Regions from separate parts of the Mus musculus genome. Here region 2 is linked to region 1. The links are chromatin contacts, called in public HiChIP or PLAC-seq maps. All regions are on one chromosome and are shown on one strand. The core of a region is the stretch at or near the end of the contact, and the rest is flanking DNA. Distances in the headings are between cores, read along the strand shown. Region 1 has its middle 11 kb from the start of Gm46502. Region 2 has its middle 39 kb from the start of Oxr1.

Region 1 (4,676 bases), core at 1,733-4,232:
GAGATTCCATCTCATACCAGTCAGAATGGCTAAGTTCAAAAATTCAGGTGACAGCAGATGCTGGTGAGGATGTGGAGAAAGAGGAACACTCCTCCATTGTTGGTGGGATTGCAAGCTTGTACAACCACTCTGGAAATCAGTCTGGTGGTTCCTCAGAAAATTGGACATAGTACTACTGGAGGATCCAGCAATACCTCTACTGGGCATATATCCAGAAGATGTTCCAACTGGTAAGAAGGACACATGCTCCACTATGTTCATAGCAGCCTTATTTATAATAGCCAGAAGCTGGAAAGAACCCTGATGTCCCTCAACAGAGGAATGGATACAGAAAATGTGGTACATCTACACAATGGAGTACTACTCAGCTATTAAAAGGAATGAATTTATGAAATTCCTAGGCAAATGGATGGACCTGGAGGGCATCATCCTGAATGAGGTAACACAATCACAAAGGAACTCACACAATATGTACTCACTGATAAGTGGATATTAGCCCAAAAACTTAGGATACCCAAGATATAAGATACAATTTGTTAAACGCATGAAACTCAAGAAGAATAAAGTCCAAAGTGTGGACACTGTGCCCCTTCTTAGAATTGGGAACAAAACACCCATGGAAAGAGTTACAGAGATAAAGTTTGGAGCTGTGACGAAATGATGGACCATCTAAAGACTGCCATATCCAGGGATCCATCCCATAATCAGCTTCCAAACGCTGACACCATTGCATACACTGGCAAGATTTTGCTGAAAGGACCCAGATATCGCTGTCTCTTGTGAGACAATGCAGGGGCCTAGCAAACACGGAAGTGGATGCTCACAGTCAGCTAATGGATGGATCACAGGGCCCCCAATGGAGGAGCTAGAGAAAGTACCCAAGGAGCTTGGGGGATCTGCAACCCTATAGGTGGAACAACATTATGAACTAACCAGTACCCCAGAGCTCTTGACTCTAGCTGCATATGTATCAAAAGATGGCCTAGTTGGCCATCACTGGAAAGAGAGGCCCATTGGACTTGCAAACTTATATGCCCCAGTACAGGGAAATGCCAGGGCCAAAAAGTGGGAGTGGGTGGGTAGGGGAGGGGGGGGGGTCGGAGGGTATTGGGGACTTTTTGGATAGCATTGGAAATGTAAATGAGGAAAATACCTAATAAAAAATTAATTCTAAAAAAAAAAAGAATTCATTGTTCAAAAGTGCAAATCTAGATGGCAAATGAAACACAACTCAAGATCACAGAAGGCATAGAACCCCAGACTAAAGGTCAAAATGATGCCCTAAATTCCTTTAATGAACACCACTTTTGCTGTCTCCATTGCTTGCTTTCTCTGAAACCCAACAAGTGACGCGTTTTATTTCTTCCTCTTCCACAACTGGATCCTACTTTATAAAGTCAAGTACCAAGCGGGCTGTTGTAAACAGAAGTATTTAGGAAGCCTTCAGACAGGGAACAAAAACAAAAAAAAACAAAAACGCTGCCCTAAGATGCCTGTATCTTAAAGCAGAGGCTAAATCGCTCCTTTGTTTCTGCCTTGTTTTCCTTTAGTCCTCCATAAAACTCCTAATCCAAGATGAGAGATGTAAACAGGAAGTCGGAACTCCTCCTGGAAAACCCGCTCTCTCTGCTGCGAGGAATCTGAAAAGCACCATTCATCCTAGCAGCAGTGTCCCAGCCAACATTGTAGGAAGCGCTTGGCTTCTGCATTTGGAACATGCATCGAAAGCTTGTTTTCCATTCAGTGCCACAACGACAGGGGCCAGAGCATCTCAGCACATAAAATGCATGTCCTGCACCTTGGAAAGAGCTACTGAACTCATCCCAGGATGAAATGGAAGTCAAAGGGAGGATTTTCAGCTTAACTTAGATGCAGTTTATTCTTTAAGATACTAAGAGTGAGAACAAAACCAATTACCGCAGTATTAGGTAAAAGGTGTTAACTCGTACTTTTACAAAAGATGTTCTGCAGGGTTTGTAGTGGTTAGTGAAAGTTATGTAAGTAGGGGTATGTGTGTGGTTGGGGGAGTGTATGGTTAAATAAATTCAGATGGGAAGTTCAAATAAGTTCATTTCCTTTGGTTGGCCCTGTAAGTAAATTAACTAAGCATTTGGAACTTTGGCTATGGTGGATAAACAAATGTGAAAACGGCTCGCATTCCTTTTTTTCTTTTCTTTCTTAAATTATAAAACTTTCTCTTTGACTGATCATATCCAGGCGCGGTGTGCTCTTCTAGCCACAAGAGGGCAGCAACACTGTATTCTGAACCAAATGCTTCTGTAGATGCGCAAGACTGGCTCCAAATAAGTGATTCTCAAACTGTGGGTCGCGACCCGCAATTTTTTCAAGGGGGCTCCTAAGACCATCAGAAAACACAAACATTTACATTCATGCTACTAGCAAAATTACAGCTATGAAGTAGCAATGAAAATAATTTTATGGCTGGGGAACATGTTACAAGATGAGATACTATATTAAGTGATACCAAAATTAAGTTGAGAATCACTACTCTAAATAATCATACTAACAGTATAATAAATATATGTCCTTCTCCAAATGGCTTTTTGAATTCTGATGGTATTTTATGGCTGAAGATTTTTGAACTAAATGCCTTCAAAATATGTCCGTACAAATGAGACTATAAGAAACATGTAATAATTTTAGTAAGTGAATTTCAATGCCTTAAAGGAGCAAATATTTTAAAGGTTCTTTAAAATTCATTTTTAAAGATCACAATGTTAAAATTACCACAGTGACCTTTCCAATAATTTTTAATGCTCTTAAAGTGAACATGGAAGAGTTAACATTTGTTATGGTTACAGACCTTTTTATTTTAAAAAAAAACCATATTTTAAAACAGTGAAGTCAGTAAATAAGAAAACTTGTGAGGAATAGTTCTAATAACAGACACTGTTTGGATAGCTACCTGTCTGGATATTGAAACTGTTTTTCTTTTCTGTTTAGGATAAAGTAGTTGCATTATTTAGCCACTAGGTGGTGCTGCTCTTTAAATAACTGCCGCAGATACTTTGTAGCCCTACAGGAAGTTCATGTAATTAATGGAGAACCGAGAATTTTTCACAAAAGAACGGAATTGCTTATTCGAACAACCTCAGCCCACAGCAGTTACTCATTTTTATCCTTGAACTTGCTCCTTCCATTTCTCGGGCAACAAAAACAACTGCCATTTTATTACCTTCGACTTTATGAAAGTAAATGAAAACTGTTTCCCAATTCGAAGGGAAGCAGAGAATTCAAAGGATTCACCCACCTAATGGTGTGTTGAAGAGGCCAGTTCAGGACCTTTGGAAAATGCCACCAGACCCCTCCCCTCCTGGAAGAAAAAAGGTCATGGAACACTTAGGCACCCCTCCCCTCCAGAAAGGAGGGGCTAATTAACATTCCTCAGCCAAGGTGGGGCGGGAGACACTGATCAACCTCTACCTGCAGGCTGGGGAGGTCCAAAGGAGGTAAACACATTCTGTAGGACAGACCTACAGACAAGGCCACCTACAGACAAGGGAAGTTCTTGCCACCTCATTCCCCTAGTGACCAATCAGTTTAAAAATTACACTGTTCTGCCAATCACATTGTGACTAATGGCTGCTGCTCCGAAAACTGTATAAAAAACTCCCTGACTGGGCTGCTTGAGGCTGCCTCTCCTTCCGGTGCAGGATGACCCCAAACGCATTGGAACAATAAATTCCTCTTGCTTTTTGCATGCTTCCCCCACTCTGAGTGGTTCAATCAGGGGTCCCCAGTAAGCTAAGGCTCATCAGAGTCTTACAATGCCATCTTCAGATTCCAAAGTAACTAGATGTGCTGGGAGCGCAAACTTAATCCCTATTCATCAAAAGTCGCTCTGTTTAATTTTGGTCGCACAAATGACATCGTTATAAATAAACCTAATATGCTATCAGTCAATTATAAATGTTCAACTATTTCATAATAAAATACATTTCATAGTGGTCACTATTTGTATAGCTGAAAAAAATCCATCCTATTATGAAATATGGCAAAACTGATATGGGTTAATAACGTGTTGTAAAACTACTAATGGATAAAAACGTCTGACACTGAAGTCTACAGAAGCAGTGGGAAGGTTTTAGGTTCATTTTCCTCCTCGTCTAGTCATTAAATTAACCACCTCCAGGTTTTCACCTCAGTCCCCAGCTTGGAGGAAAAACAAAGAACAAGAAACTGCACCCATTTAATTCCAGAAGCTACATACAGCCTTCTTTTGTTGATATTATCAAGGAAAAAAACCTACCACCCCCACCCCCCACCCCACCCCACCTACGCCCACCCCTTCCGCAGTGATGGCTAAGTATCCTTGAACTTCCGTGCTTCCGAACCCATGTAGAAGTTCATGCTGCTAAATTCAGAATTCCAGGCCTTAACAGTCTTGATGAAGCTGACTTGCTACCTTGGCCCTTTCAGCCCTGTTGCTCCTGGGCCGGAGCACCTCTAACCATGGTGGTTGAGGTCCAGAGGCGGCGGTAGCTATGAATGCTGGGGACTGATGGGAGAAGGGTGGACTAGTCAGCTGCGGTGTATGAAAAAAATCAATTAAGTCTGCAGTTATTTCCAGGGGCTGTTTTGACAGTGGGTAAACGTCTACACCTATTTCTCAAGTTGCACCCAAGTTGTATTAGATCTCTATATATTGTTTGAGG
Region 2 (4,925 bases), core at 1,949-4,448, 250 kb after region 1:
ATATAACTATTTTTAACAATGCCCAGATTTTTCAGGACTTTCTTTGGTATCTCCTACCACAGCTCTGCCTGAAAGAAGGTGGAATCCAAATCCGTCATCCAGTGTACTTGTCTTTCATTCCATTGTAGCCAAGGTCAAACCTGTTGAAACTGAACTCCTGTGGGTAAGTAGACTCAAGGATTCAAAACCACAAATATGAAGTGGAAAGTAGTGACAGGGAAAAGCTCATGGAACATTACAGGGATACAGCCAAAGGCAGTTTAATGGGCACATGCAGGGTGGGCAGCAGGGGTGCGGCTGAAAGGATCACCAGTTTCCTGCCCTTTCTCGGTCCCCATGGTCTGGAGGCGTTTCCAGCATGGTGGCATTACTCAGTGATAGCACCAACCGCAAAGGTTTCTAAAGAGAATTGTGATAAAGGCAAACAAGGTGAATCATGGGAAATGGTAACTCTATTAGCTGAGTGAATTGGGACACCAACCACACACAAGAAGTGAAGTGCATTTGTGACTGTGCTCACTGGAAGCTGCAGTGTTGAATGAAGCTGCCCCCCTCGCCCCCTTACCAGCTCTCTGCTGGGCAGCTGACACTGTGAGGCTCCCAAGTGGAATAGCATGAAATGCTGTCCTGTTTCTAGCCACCATCAGAGCTTCAGAAATAATGGTGGCTCATAGAATCCATCCAGCAGTACTAGTGTGACCTCTGCCATTGTGTGGGTCTGTGAAGAGTTTTAAGTGGTTAGAAAATTTCAATTTCACTTGTATTTGAAAATAACAAAAAAGAATTGTGAAGATCTGAGAATTTCTGTTATTTGGGACTGCATTATGGGGTGTGTGTGTGTGTGTGTGTGTGTGTGTGTCTGTGTGTAAGAGAGAGAGACAGAGAGATGGACAGACAGAGACAAAGAGAGACAGACAAGAGCGAGAGGGAGGAATAGAGGGAGAGGAAGGAGGGAGAGGGAGAGGAGGAGAGGAAGGGGAAGAGGGAGAGAGGGAGAGGAAGGGGGAGGGGAGGGAAGGGGGAGAGAGAGAGTGCTGAGAGAAGGGGAGGTGGGGTCATCCTACACAGTTATTTGGATACTGTGCTCCTTTGTTTACTCATTTGTTTGTACCCATTTCTTTTGACACCACGTCTTGTGTTAACTTGAGTGGCCTGGAACATGACATGTAGACCAGCTTGGTCTTAAATACAGAAATCAGAGTGCTTCTGCCTCCCAAGTGCTGGGATTAAAGGTGTATACCACTATGCTCAGTTCATCCAGGTGTTTTTATGGTATACTCTTGACAGATAAAACTCCAAGTATTATAGCATCAGAAACCAAGTATGGCTGACAACTTCTTTTATCATTTTAGATGAAGTGCAACATGATTCTCACATAAAGTCAATCCTGATTATTATTTTTAGTCTAACGAAAGCAGAGAAATAAACAGAATAAAGTTTCTCAATTATTCATATAGCCCATCTTCTCTTTCACTTGAGTATTTCTTTTGACTGGATTTAATAATCATTTATGAACATCTATCACTTTAAATATTCAGGCTGGCCTGGATTTGTCCACTTCTGGATCCTAGTTCCTGAGATATTATCTGACATGTGTTGTATCTTCAATGAAAGAGCTGAAGGACAAACATTAGGTGTGAGAGACGCCAGTGGTTAGGAGAAGTGAGGTCAGGTGACATGCAGACAGGAAAAGGAGTTATGCCCGGGCCTAGCTCAGCACAGAGCAGGTTTACTGGCACGGTCAGAAGCCTGGCTTGATAACATAAAATAAAAGTACATATTTATTCATTATATTTTAGAATTCAAAGTATAAAATTCACACACACATACACACACACACACATGATGCAAAATATTTCCCTAGTGTGTCCAAGGCTTTGGGTTCAATCCCCATACCAGGAAAAAAAAAAGTGTTAACATTTAGAAATAGAAGTGAAGTTAAAGACACGAGGCTATAAGAAGATAGTTCTAGTGTGTTGATGATGCTGTTTCCATGTGATTATTGCAAACATGGTTCTTCTGTTTTACAATCTTTTTATGTGTTTGTTTGGTTTGAGACAGAATCTCACTGTGTATCTCTGGCTACAGGGAACTCACTATACAGACAAATCTGGCCTTGAACTCAGACTGCCTTTGCTTCCCAAATCCTTTGCAAGTGTGCTTCTTTAGAAGTTGAATTACAAAGTAAGGAATTTCATTTCTCTAATAATGCATGCATTTTATTTCTACTCTTGACTGTCCATCCTTATATTAACTTTATTTTGCTACTTTGGACATATAAACTTGCACTTTTACACTGCATTTAAATATTGTTAGGTTCCTTTTCTGAAATTGTCAGTATCTTTAAACTTCGGAGCCCAACAGCGTCCATAGTCCCTCCAGATCAAACATTGAAATATACATTAATATCTATTTTTTTTCTCATCATTGCTACTTATTTCCCTGGAGTCGTTTTAATGATCTTAAGCTTATACTGGTATTAGAAATGCTGATGGACTTTTGCCAGGCTCCCCAGACATCCTCTGAATTTGGCTGCAAGTTTTTGCCTTATGGGACAAGTTTGAATCCTGTGAATCAAATTTTAATTAAAATAAATTACTTTGACTGCATGGTTTCTGGTGTTTTTAGTTGTGTGGTTTTAATTATTCATTTTAAGTAAAGATCTGAGATGAGGAAAAAAACAGCAAAGACAAGAGTTGGTTTTTTGTTGTTGTTGTTGTTGTTGTTGTTGTTTTCTTAAAACAAAATGTACATGAAAGAAACAGGTAGGAGTCAAAGATAACCAAGCTCATGATACTCTGGTTAGATTGATGTTAAGTAAGGAAGTTTTACATTATAAATAAATATGACTACTTCTTTTTCCTGAAAATCAGTAAAGGAAAGGAAATTGCCCCCATCTTCCAGTCCTAGCATCTACTAAAAGCAGAGAGCAAAAAATATACAACCATCTGTGTGTTCTTATGAGAGGATTAACAGGCGTGCTAGAGCCTCCAGTGAGATATCCAGAGCTCAGGGCTGGGGGCAGATGACACAGATACTTTACTCACAAGATTCCGTGGTTCCTGCCCACCCATCCCAGGAAAGAGAAACGAAAGACTATCGGAAGAAAAGGAATAGGAGTTTGAAGACATGTGGTGTGCCTCTACCAAACGATCCAGGAATTCTAGAGAACTGTTAAGTTCTGGGACTAACACCATGGGCTCCTGACTCAGCAACAGCCTCACTCAGTTCAGTGCAGCCACAAATTCTGGTGCAGTTCGTGTGTGCTGGGTTAATGTGTTTCTTGAACCTGAATTAGAGCTGTGCTCCTGATACGTTTCTATACTTCATTGTAATAACTAGCAAAGTAGAAGCCGTTTAATAACTGGTAGTGCTCCCAATACTGAAGGGTGATCTCAGAGAGAGCAATTTCAGATCTATGTTGAGCCTGGTCAGTGCAAAGGGGAGCATGAAAAGTCTACGTCTAGTCTCATAAACCAAACCAAGTCTTTATTGAAAATGGTTAGGCATACAGAATTTTTGGAGAAAATAAATAAGTCATGGATAGTAAATACGTGATCACTTCAAGGGTATTTTGATACAAGTTTAGAAGGGTCGTAGAATGTAGCTGCCTGGGGCCACATGAACTGGGTTCCCCTGAAAGGCGGGCTGGGGCTGAAAGAGATCAGACGGTGAGAAAAGAATGAGGTCAAGACAAATCTTTCTGTTCAAAGCCTCTGAAGTTTACTGAGAGTCCGTGCTTATAAGAGGCCCATCCCCCGCCAGCCCATTCTCGGTGCCTGGAGCAAGGCAGTAGGCGATCTACAGGGTGTGTCTCCGGAACGTCTCAAGGACCTTTCAGCAGAAAGCAGAGTCTTGGAGAAGAGCAAATAGAGCCATCAAGGTCAGAAGGCTCTACCCTAGGTAATCTCCTTCTTAGTGGCAGCAAGGTCAAAGTCTGGATCAGCCTGCTTCAAGGCTGAGGGAGGCTACAGTAGAATTTATACTATTAAGAGGAATTTCTTGTGTTAAATCAGATGAGTAAGAATTTAGAGCTTTTGAAGTAGTCTCCATCCTTTGTTTTTCTGATTATGTCTATCTGCTTGTCTCTGTTCTCTGTTCTATCTATCCATCCACCCATCCATCCACCCATCCACCCATCCACCCATCCACCCATCCACCCATCCATCCATCCATCCACCTAGCTATCTTACAGAAAACTGGAGATAAGCCCTGCTGTGGATCTCCCTTCAAATAGCGTGCCTTTTGAGAAAGAGAAGAGCTTTAGTGGAAAGCATAACAATTGGCTAGAGGGCCTGATCTACTGGCATCTCGGGTGATCTTTTAGCTCACCACAGTTATAAGCAGGAAAGTATACCAGGCCCCAGGAGAAATGGTAGAAATTACTAGTGCCATTTGAAAGTGAGAAAGACAAGACAATCCATCTGACTGACTTGCCCTTTAAATCTCCCATTTGTTTAATATGAAGATGAATGGGTTCTGCAGATTCACTGTGTCTGTTACAGTCCAAAACAAGTTTGTGCCAACTACAGATGTCCAGGGTATGGCATTGTTTCTAAAATTAAGATGACATTTTAAATCTTAATTGAAAAAGATCACTGGTCATGAATAGGCATTTTCCTCTATTTTTCTTACTACATTTCATTCTTGAGTAGGTAATTTATTTATAGTTTCATTATTCATGGTACATAGATCTGTCTTCTATCACTGATGTGCAATTATCCACTTTCTTCCTTGACTGCTAGCAATATCAGTTCCTGATGTGACCCACCAAAGATGTGCTACACTAGGATAAGGGCATCCTTGCTGTCCTCTCTCTTGTTTGCACAAATAGCATTCTAGTAACCAACTTCTTTGTACTTTGTATTAACAGTCTGTGCATCTTGAAAAATATCATTTCAATTCACTGTATTAAAAGCTTCTGA

The links. HiChIP or PLAC-seq counts read pairs in DNA pulled down with a chosen protein or histone mark.
Region 2: an H3K27ac HiChIP or PLAC-seq map of embryonic stem cells shows a contact between it and region 1, with 9 read pairs. The contact joins two enhancer-like sites. A contact is called at or near these places in 1 of 15 datasets of contacts at CTCF or cohesin (the NIH/3T3 cell line), 6 of 484 Hi-C or Micro-C datasets (cumulus cells, embryonic stem cells, forebrain and 1 more) and 4 of 115 datasets of contacts at active chromatin or transcription factors (astrocytes and embryonic stem cells).

Annotation. Positions count from the first base shown.
Region 1 is chr15:41,160,794-41,165,469 of GRCm38.p6, forward strand. No RefSeq gene overlaps it. Among named protein-coding and RNA genes, the nearest start is that of Gm46502, 11 kb to the right of the region's middle. Within about 2 kb of position 2,983, at least 74 of the 459 cell types and tissues checked have an H3K27ac peak or open chromatin away from gene starts, as enhancers often do. A contact at or near this core is called in embryonic stem cells, where this site is marked.
Region 2 is chr15:41,405,758-41,410,682 of GRCm38.p6, forward strand. No RefSeq gene overlaps it. Among named protein-coding and RNA genes, the nearest start is that of Oxr1, 39 kb to the right of the region's middle. Within about 2 kb of position 3,199, at least 7 of the 459 cell types and tissues checked have an H3K27ac peak or open chromatin away from gene starts, as enhancers often do. A contact at or near this core is called in embryonic stem cells, where this site is marked.